2 separate regions of the Gossypium hirsutum genome follow, and region 2 is linked to region 1. A link is a contact called in public Hi-C data. All regions are on one chromosome and are shown on one strand. The core of a region is the stretch at or near the end of the contact, and the rest is flanking DNA. Distances in the headings are between cores, read along the strand shown. Region 1 overlaps LOC107912279 (transcription factor bHLH67). Region 2 holds the start of LOC107912274 (protein LATE ELONGATED HYPOCOTYL).

What was found. Hi-C and Micro-C count contacts between places; a contact is called where the count stands out from the background.
Region 2: a Hi-C map of leaf shows a contact between it and region 1, with 2.2 times the contacts expected there. The contact joins the promoter of LOC107912274 here to the enhancer-like site in region 1. A contact is called at or near these places in 4 of 34 Hi-C or Micro-C datasets (all in leaf).

Annotation. Positions count from the first base shown.
Region 1 is chrD11:9,730,538-9,735,984 of Gossypium_hirsutum_v2.1, reverse strand. LOC107912279 (transcription factor bHLH67) reads right to left here. Exons shown (of 4, transcript XM_016840373.2): 2 at 5,173-5,447; 3 at 4,680-5,072; 4 at 3,880-4,502. The coding sequence ends at 4,434. Among protein-coding and RNA genes, the nearest start is that of LOC107912279, 4.3 kb to the right of the region's middle. Within about 2 kb of position 2,069, at least 8 of the 9 cell types and tissues checked have an H3K27ac peak or open chromatin away from gene starts, as enhancers often do. A contact at or near this core is called in leaf, where this site is marked.
Region 2 is chrD11:9,773,973-9,779,622 of Gossypium_hirsutum_v2.1, reverse strand. LOC107912274 (protein LATE ELONGATED HYPOCOTYL) reads right to left here and starts at 2,063. Exons shown (of 10, transcript XM_041105975.1): 1 at 1,586-2,063; 2 at 1,405-1,465; 3 at 1,240-1,265; 4 at 778-968; 5 at 538-649; 6 at 277-338. The coding sequence starts at 816. It overlaps LOC121223724 (a long non-coding RNA gene), which reads right to left. Exons shown (of 3, transcript XR_005921065.1): 2 at 4,234-4,605; 3 at 3,439-4,158.

The sequences.
Region 1 (5,447 bases), core at 820-3,319:
TCCAGGGACTAAATTAGTAATTAACCTTTTAAATTAACGTTCTACGCCATCATTTAACAAATAAAATTTAAGGGATGGGTTAATTTGCTAATTTAGAAATATATAAAGACTAATTTGTTTATTTTTTCAGTAGAGGGGTTGAAATGTAATTTTCCCCTAAGTATAAGGGTTTCCCTAGTACTTTTATTGATAATTTACCCATAGATTTAAGCAGAGCCTATATATATATATATATATATATATAAGCTTTTCCTTTTGTTTATTTAGTATGGCAAACATGCACGAACTGTGAGAATGTAATGTGTAGTTGAGACGCCCCAATGGATAATATTTTATTTTGTAATAATATAATATTTTGTGATAATCAATATCATATATAAACTTAATAATAAATAATACTTAATTTAAATTTAATTTAATTTACATATATTATATATACGAGATTACATATTGACAAATTAGAGTTGTAAGAGATAAATGAAGCTAAACATTATTTAAACAAATACTTATATTTATATAATTAAAATATACATATTTTATACTAGGTTAAAATAAAACATAAAACCTTGTACTATTCGTGAATTTGAAATTTAGTCTTTGTACTTCTATTTTTGAGAATTTAATCCTACTTTTTAGATATTAAAATTCAGGTTTAGTTATTCGAACTATTAAAAATAATTTTTAAAATTCAGGTTTACATGACTAACAAGTGAGTTTTTTTTATTTAAAAATGTGACAAAAATAAAATTGTCAAAAAAAAATATTGTTAACAATTGAACTTAATTTTTAGATCTGAAAAAGTAAAGAAATTAAATTTTAAATTCGTGAAGAGTACATGAACTTATGATATATTTTAACCTCTATACTACAAAACATTTATTATTAAAATAAAATTTTAATAAATTATATTAATAAATTATTGTATTATTAAATATAATAATTAAATATGCATGTTTAATCATATTGAAAATTATAATCTTTTATATTAATATTGTAATATTTTTAAAATTAAAATTTAAAAATTAGTATTATAATAATAATAATATTAAACTTGATTTATTTATTTTTTTCGAAAAATAATTTACTTTTTTTCAAGAGGTAAGTATTACAAGAAAAAAGATTTTTTTTCAGATGAATAAATTTTTCATGAAACAAAAATAAGAAGATTAAAAAACGTTTTACATAAATCATTTTCCGTCAATCAAAGTAGCCATTAGGGAAACATTGCTGAAGAGCAGAGTGAGTGGTGACTGGCGACTTTTGGTCAAAGATGTGGATTCAGATTCATCTATTGCTTTGGTTGATGGAAGAAGGACTAAGAATGTGAGATATTGCCATGCCGATGCCGATGCCCATGGCTATGGCTACGGGGCCTTGAAAAATAGGCACAGATTCTACAAGAAGATCGCTCTGGTCACCCTCTGTTAAGAGACGGGATAGTGTATACCTTCGGGAGAGAACAAGCTCTGATTGCGATTTCATTTCACCCTTTGGGGCATCTCAAAAAACCCAGGTTTAAAAACTTAACCATGCTATCACTCAACCAAATCTAGATATAGTATATTGTTGTCAGGATATTGAAGTTGGGGGAAAAAAATTCTCCAGAGTTGATTGATATATAGATAAAAGCCAGCACTTGGTCAGATTCTTTTTTTTAATGGTTGAATTTGTAGTTAAAGACTGCTATATAGTACAATTCTGGTACATGATAGAACTTTAATATTTTCTTCATTGGAATTTGGAGAATGGTAGATGGTCATGATTTTATACTTTATTTATTTTCTACTTTGAAGGTGACTGAATATATAAATCTTTTAATAATTTCTTAGTATAATAACTACATGTTTGGGGAAACTAAAAAGAAACACACACTTAAAACAAAATAATGGAGGAAATCTCTGTACTACTTGGTACTAGATAAGATAAAACTTACTGAAATATTAAGAGATGAAAAAGAAAGAATATGAGGATGAATAGGGAGCAAGAAATTAGGTTTGGTTCATGAGGAGACGTAGTCACATAGTCATGCCACCTGGGCTGGGAATAGGGACGGGGTAGATAAGCCAGAGTCCAGAGACGCTTCAAAAAAGATGGTACCCTTGTGGATGTGCCACTGTGGGGCTGTAGCTGGTCCCAAAGTCCTCTTCCTTCGTTCCAACAGCTGACGCCTGACGGCCATGTCCCTTGCTAAACCACACCCACCTTTTCAGACTACTTTCCAAAAGTTAAAACAAAATTTGAGCAATGCCAACGATAATGTGAGAACTGAGAAAGCTAGAGTTATTAAAATAAACTAATGCCAACGATAAAAAATATATATTAAGTAAAAAAAACGATAATCTATATATAGAGAGAGAGATAGAGAGATTAATTTTGTAGTTTGAATATGCTATGCTATATAAACATTCACATCTTTCGAAATATCAGACCATTGTTCCCCCCTTGGATCTGTTTTTATATAATATGATTGGCGTTGCCCAATGCTGTAGCTCCACTATACTCTGTCGACCTACCTACTATACAGTGGTAGTATTATTTTATTAAGGTATCAGTTTAGATGTTTACGTGTTGGATAAAAGCAACTTCTTTAAGGTCTTCTTCAAGTTAGCATTTTCTACTTTCTAAGAGTATGCAGATTTTTTAAATTATTATTATTATTTTATAACATTTCCAATTTCTTAAGCTGCTAAGAACTGAGCTCTGAGATTAGCACTTCCAATTAATTAACAATAATGTTTCACAGTACGCCTAAACAACTAATAATTCTCAGGAACTATAAGAAATGAAGGTAGTACTTTCATTGACTTAGGAAAGAGCTAAGGATCATTAAAAAGAACCTGATAGCATAGAAAGAGGAGGAAGGCAGTAATAATGATGGAGGTGCAGCTTGTAATAGGGTTTTAAGAAAAATGAAATGCATAACAATGGTGGATTAGGACTGAGCTTGGGAAGGGAAAGGCTGTCAAAAAGAAGGAACACGAAGACCCAAAATGACTAGGACATTGGCTACAATCAGAGAGGGATTTGTCTCCGGCCCGGTCTTCTTTTGATGCTTTCACATGGGGATGTGTGCTTTAAGCTGCTGCGCATTTCTGCATTTGCATCTATCTCCCTTTCTCTTACCCGTATGACAATTTTCAGTGGGGTTGCTCACTTGCTCTATAAGCTTCCTCAAATTAGCACCTTTGACTTTTTATTATTTCCGTCAAAACCCTCGCCTTTCTTCTTCTTCTTCTTGCCATTGTAGTTTTGTACCCTCTACCCAAATATCCATCACTTCTACATTGTGTTTATCTAAAAAGGTTTGCCACCTCAAGAACCTGTCACTGCAGGGAGGCAGGTCAAATCTTTGATAATGTCATTTAACCATGTAAGATTTAGATTGTTATTTCAGTCAAACACCCTTTACTTGGAGAAAATTTAAAGTCAATGAATATCTCCGAGCCATGATCATGAGACATGAGATGAGCACATGAACTCTGTTGGTTTTGGTAATGCGTGAGACATGGGATTTTATCGAACACTTGTAAGATGTACAATCCCATCCATCCTGCCATTCTTGTCCTTCCTATTACATCTTTCCTAAGCTTAAATGAGTTTATTTTGCTAACCTTCCTTTATTCTAGTCCATTAGATGTGATAATAATGTTCAAAAGTATCAACCCTACAACCAACTTCTTCCATAAATGTTTATTTAATTATTTCCTCGCTACATTTAGGGAAACAAAGCAGATTAGCAAATGGATTATTAAATTTACAAATTGACTTTTTCAAAGAGGAGTCACTGAGATAGAAGGCTGGAAATGAAGTGTGTCAAAAGGGAACTAGAGTCCAAAAAGAAAGGTGCAACCAGGAAAATTTAAAAGAAAAAAAAAGGAATGGCGGAGAGGACATTGTATAATGATGAAACATACATACGTACATCCCCAAAGTCAATATAAAAAGGGGAGCATCATTCGCTAAAGTGTAATCATAAGATTCAGATTTATACAACAAATTTTCAAACTTGATGAACCCCATACTTTCCTAAACCTCCACCAGTCCCAGGGCAGGGCATGCTGGCTGGCTGGCTGGCCCTCGGTTGACCCCACACTCCAGAAGCTAGTACCAGAATAATATAAACATAGAATAAAGGAAAAGGAACTTGGAAATTACATAGATTTATCATTTCAATTAAGTAAGCAAATTAAATCATTAGTGATGAACAAGGGAAGTTTCTTAAGTTAAGATGTAAACATCAAGAGCTCTGTCTTCAATTGTCTTTGTGGAACAAAGCATTGCTTGGAATGGACCCCTCTTTTTTCTTTTTTTTTTCTCTTTTTACCTTTTTTTCCTGGTCTGCTCTTTTCTACCCTACTTTCGCTTCAGGAATCAAGTCAGCTGCCTAATGAATAATGACCAAATCCTTTTTTTTTTTCATTTTAATTTTGAATTTAGCTGAATATTTGATGAACTGCTGCTGCTATCTCATCCGCTGATCTTAGCGCAGAGTCGTCCTCCATCTGCCATTCCCATTTCCAACACAGACCCAGATAAAGAAGAAAACAAAACAAAACCAACAAAAAAACAAAGACAACTGTTGAGAAATTTTGGAACTAGGGTTTGAGCCACGACTTGTTCCAACACCAGTTTGAAAACGCAAACTAAAACTTGTTTTAAAAAAGAACAAACAATATTACCTTGAGATTGAACGAGTAAAGAACAGATGCTCGCGAAGTGGTGATGTTGAGGTGCAAAACCGTTAATCTAAGAGTTTCCAGGGTGACAATGGCTTGTATCAACTGACCAGCTCTTCTTGAACACTGAATCTTTAAGTTGACATGATTGTGTATTACATTAACCTCTACTTCAGCTGCACCTGTTTTGCTTTCTGCTTTTACTTCCTCCCCGCAATGTCCATCTTCAGATCCATTTTCATATTCTTGCTGATGAATTTCCATGGCGGGATTTGACATGCTATTGTTGCTTTCCTCGACTTTTCTTGTTCTCTTCTGTGCTTCCAGGGATTGAAGAAGTTGCTCTAGCTCCTTAACGAAGTCAATTGCACCAGCTATGATTGACGCTTGGTCACCCTGCAAACACAAACCCAAACATGATTTTTTTGTGAAAGAAAGTAGAGCTAAATAGCCCAACAGGGGGACTAAAATGTTGGTGAAGGATAGATTGTTATACTCTTTGGATATAACATGGAGGCATGAGAGAGCGGAGAGAATTTAGATAATCGTTCATTTGACGTCTACGGTTTCGTTCAACGGCAATGTGGGTCATGCGTTGGCTTTCAACTTCTTCTTTGTTCTTGGCTGCCTTCGTTCGTTTTCGCTTTCTTCGTTCTCTAGTGATCGGAGGGGACTTTGTGAAAATCTTCTGCGGCGAGGAGCCCAAGTTGGGTTCTCCGCTACAATTGTCAGACTTTGGTTGGTGTTGGTTAGACCCAGAGCTGAGAACTT
Region 2 (5,650 bases), core at 814-3,313, 44 kb before region 1:
AGAACTAATGTTTTAACAGAAAGCTATTGAGTATTTACAAGTATTAGGTTCAACTCTTTCTCCTCAATATGTTATTCAGATGTGCCAGGGGAACCTCTATAATATTCTCTTGGTTGCAAGTAAGTGTTAAAAACAATATGAACTATAAAGTAGAGAGTAACCATAATATTCCCAACAGTTGAGGGATCAACATTTCATATACTTATAGCAGAAACAAGAGTTAAGAAGCAGAAAAATACATTGGATATAAGCATAAGCAAGAAGGCACCAAATGACCTTAGAGAAGAATTTTTGAGCATGACTCCTGATCTGGACAGCAGTCTTAGTTCCTATGTGTTCTGCGAATCACCAGGTAAACAGAAATGAGAGAAAAAACAGATATTTAGTTAAGACAACAGTAAATTACTAAAGCATTTCATATGGAACTACTAAGTACTAACAAATTTTAGCTCCAATCCAGCAGTTGAAATATTTCTGTATCTTCCACCTCCACCCACCAACAAAAAGAAATAATAAGATGGAAGAACAAGTGAAAACCTTCAATGCGTTGCCAAGCTCGTCCATAGAGCTTCAAGGCCTCCAGGAACCTATTATGCTCCTCCTCAGTCCATCGTTCACGTTGTTTTGTAATAGTATAAGGCTTCCTAGTCTACCATTCAAAACGAAAATTAATTAAATAATTGAGGTTGTAACAATAAGAACTCTAATTTTTTTACAATTTCAAATTGCATAATTTAAAAGAAATAGAAAACAGTTTCCTCATTTGATAATTAATACCTTAATTAAAAGTTCTTCTCCGGAGGAGTATGCGTCCATTTACAGGACCTGGGAGCTCTACCGCTGCTTCAAATCCTCTGTAACGAGCAACGGGTAAATCGCGAAACTCCTTTCATTTATTTCGACATCCAAAACTACAAATAGCAATGCCGATTTTGAACTCCAAAAAACCTGATGATAGCTATTTACTGCTGCAAAACACAAAAGCCAACAACAATCGATAGATATCCGTCTCTGGTTTTTTTTTTTCATTCCAATTAATTTTACTTCCTCATCATTCATAATCATAATAATTAATAAACAGACTGAACTACTTTATTTATAATCACATAGTAAACTTTGAACTAAAGTTAAATCTCTGGAAAATAACAAACAAATAAATAAAGGACATCCACCGTAACAAAGAGAAGAAACGGCTTCTCCCAAAGATTAAAAGAAAATTCCTTTACTCAGAATCCTCACCAAAACGAACCCGTAGACGCCAAAACCTTTCGAGAAATGAGAGGAAAAAAAACTTTGATTAGTAATTAACGACACTTGCACATACATCCTTCCGGTAAATGCAAAACTTTGCCGTTTTAGCAACCAAAAACATAAATAAATTTGAGGAAAAAAAAGATCCTTTACCTTCTATGTGGTTGCCAGAGGGGGGGGAATCAAACACTTTTTCTTTTGTCACTCTGCTCAACTGCGTATAAGGAACATAAACTTAAACTCAGGTGCGCAGAGTTTTTAACAAAGCAAATTATTTTAGGTGGCAACCAAACGGAAAATAAAGAAAGAAATCCTGAAAATGCGGTGGAAATACCTTGAGAGATAGCCATAGAAGACGATAATTCTGGAAGCAACGATCACGCATGAGAGAAAGAGTTCAACAAGGACCTGTTAGAGACATCATATTTTCCGGCAATGAAGAGATCGGAATCGACATCTGAAAACAGTTTTTTTAATGGATAAAGTATTTAAAAGAGAGTTAAGAAATAAAGCTGAAGATGAAAGCTGGCTCGTTTCTGGTGAGACCTAAAACACCAGAAACAACAGTTTGGGGAGGAGTAAGGAGAAATCTCAGCCACTACAATTTCCTGTGGAAATATTTTCTTGAAAAAAAGAAAGGAAATTGGCCGAGTTCAATTTTGTTTTGATGCAAAGATAAAAAGAGTAATGAGGAAGAATCGGAATGTACGAGTGGGAAATGAAATTCAACCTTGCGAAAGAATTCATTTGAGCTGGCTGAGAAAGAGAATGAACGGTGAACAGTAAACAGAAATGAGAGAGGCAACAGGATGCTGCCAATTGGCAGTAATTTAGTAGCTCATTTAGGTGTAGCCCACCTTTGCGCTTTTTCTCTATTATTTTTCAACTTGTTTGCTTTGCTTCTTACCATTCACTTCAAATCTCAGCCACAAGTTCCCATTCTGTGAGGTTAAGTCCGTAAAAGCGCCTCCAGATATGCCACGTGGGACCCTCTTTCGACGTGTGACTTCGCCGCCTGCCAGTTTTCCCCGGTTGCATCCGTACCACCAAGTATGAAAAAGTGGATGGCATTGCGCCAGCGTAGCATGGGCAACCGGTACGTGGCCTTTGGGTCAGATACGAAGTCATGCACTAATATCGGCCTCTCGGGCTAAGCAGCACGAGACGAGGGGACAGGATGTCAAGTTCGACGTCTGCGGTTCATGCACTGCCACGAAAATTATCTCAATTTTAGAGTTTTTTTTCAAAAAAATATATATAAATAGATAACAACTTTGTAATTTAACTATCATTTTTAAAAATAATAATTTAACTGTTTACATTACATCTAAGAGCACGTTTGATTCGCTGCAATGAAATAAAAGTGTAATGGAACAGAGGCATAATAGGTAATCCTTTTGTTTTGTTGAATGGAATAAAATAGAACTGTAATAGTATTCTTGTGTTTAGTTGAATGGAATGAAGTTGTAATAGTATAAGGGAAAAAATTAAAATGATTAGAATACCCTTAGCAGAATTTTTTTAGGTAAATGATTATTGTTATTGTTATTAAATTTTAATAAGATTATTAATATCAATAATAAATAATTTAATCATATTTAAAATAATTATTATTAAATATATTTTAATTAAAATATATAATTTAATAAAATTCTTAATATTAAATATTCTTATATGAATTTACTAAAATCATAATATATAATACTATAAAATATAATTTAAAATAATTATTATTAAATATATTTTAATTAAAATATATAATTTAATAAAATTCTTAATAATAAATATTCTTATATGAATTTACTAAAATTATAATATATAATACTATAAAATATAATTTAAAATAATTATTATTAAATATATTTTAATTAAAATATATAATTTAATAAAATTCTTAATATTAAATATTCTTATATGAATTTACTAAAATCATAATATATAATACTATAAAATATAATTTAAAATAATTATTAAATATATTTTATAATCTACTTTATTATTTTTAAACTGCAATACATATTTAATGTGCTAAAATATCATTAGTGAAACAAATAATTTAATTATTCTACAATAAAAAAATATTAGCAGTAATAAATAACTTGAGAATTATATTTTGCATAAACATAATTTTCATATATTAACAAAAGGTTAGATGAAAATGAAATTTTACATCATAATTCATATGTTATAAAGTTTTACAACATCAAAAAGTTAAACATTGTAGTGACATACCATCCCAAATATTACAAACATAAAAAGTTACGAAAATATCATCAAGAGAACCATGATTTTTAAAGGTCAGCAAGAAATCTTCTGACCCATTCCAACCGCACATCAGAAGGTAAACTAAAGAAAACGAGCATTTGAGTTGGATGATCTTGAATTTTACTCAAAGCTCGATACCGCTCATCCACAGTTAAACATTCTATTTCACATAAGGTTGGATATAAATTTGTAGCTTTTTCTTGGATGATCTGGAATTCTTTTGACTTCTGTCGAACTACCACATCGGAGGCAATACTCCTACTGATTTGTTCACCAATGGCCCACATGTTTTCCGCCAATAAAGTGGCAGCATCATGAAATGAAGAAGAAATATTATCACTTGCATCAGAATTCTTCTTTTTCTTCTTTGAATATGAGGAACCCCCTTGGTTTCTATCTGGTTGCGGCTCCGTAGCAGAAACATCCATGTCATCCAAAGAGACATCAGCTTCGCAGTCCTAAAATTCGTTTCTTTCTTCATTAATATCTGTAATAGGTACATCCTGAACATTTATTTCTTCAATAACATCAGCAGCTGTTTCAGCATCTTTACCAGCCGCTCGATCTCGTGCGTAGATGGCAGTAAGTTGGTCGTAGTAAGGGAAACTACGATGTCTGAATTGACCCGGCTTCTTTATGACTCTATAAAAAAGAGGAAATCGTATTAGTTATAAGTTTGGTAAAAATAAGATAATAAAGACTTGAAATAATTCTTACATTTAAATAAGAGTCCCAAACCGCATCTTCAGCAACAACGAGCTACCTATGCTCATCCCAACCAAAACCGCTATTGTTTTGGCCATTAAGCATGTCATACACGATTGACCAATTCCTTTTTAGTAACCTAATCCTCGATTCAATATTAGGTCTAGCCTTCAACATTGCATTGGGTAAAACCTTTTCTAACGTTTTTTCCAACTCGTTTAAATAACTGGCTTTGAACCCGGTATCAGCATTAAATGTTCCAACATTGTGCAAGTCCACCATGCATGAAACCAATGTTGCATCTTCTTCTGGAACCCATTTCCTTTTGGTTCCTCGAGAAGCTTGGGAAGAAACATTTGATTCTGAAACGCCTGAAATAATTATCTTAAGAAAAAAAACAAATTAAAATTAAGTTTAATATCATGAATCAAAAGGTGAACACTTTATAAAATTAAAATTAAGTTCAATATCATGAATCAAAAGCTCAACACTGTATAAAATTATAACACATGATGAATGAAAAGAAATTAAATTATAATTCAACAAGTTTAGTACAATACAAAAAACAATTCAAACACCACCAAAGTTTCACAAACTAGATACATAAAATAACATAAACAAATTAACTCAAACTCATTTTGTCCCTAAACCTAACTAATTTCTAGATGCTTGCCATTCATTGAACATTTGGTTGGCTAGTTCCATCCTCCAAGTAGCCCAAGCATCCGATGGATGAATATTTAAAAATATTCAGTTCATCGTCATCTACCACATTACTAGGTAATCATTCTCCCACCTCCGCTTCAATAGGATTAATACTTATATGGGTTCGAATAAAATCATGGAGCAAACAACATGCAATAATGTATCTATTGTGCACTCTTACAGGATAGAATGATGGACTCCTAAGTATTCCCCATCTAAGTTTTAATAACCCAAAGCATCTTTCAATAACATTACGTGTTGAGGCATGTTTCATATTAAAAAATTCTTGCGGAGTACTTGGCTGAGAACCCTGACGCCACTTATTCAAATGATATCATTGTCCTCTAAAAGGTGTAAGAAATCCCTCATAATTTGTGTATCCAGCATCAACTAGATAATAACAACCTATAAAAAACTTTTTTTTAAATGATTAAGAGTCCCAAAAAAAGTTTGATCTTAATGAATAATTCAAAGTCCTCTAACTATCCACTTTACCATGAGGAACTTTTAGTCCATGTCTCCTACTAATGGCATCTCGAAGAACCCGTCCATCAGCAACAGAACCTTCCCAACCAGGAAGAACATAAACAAATTGCATATCAGGTGTACAAACACCTAGCATATTTGTTGCTATGTCACCTTTTCGCTTTCGATATCTAGGTTTATCAACTGTTGGAACCCTAATCTTGATGTGGGTTCCATCAAGAGCACCTAAATAATTCTA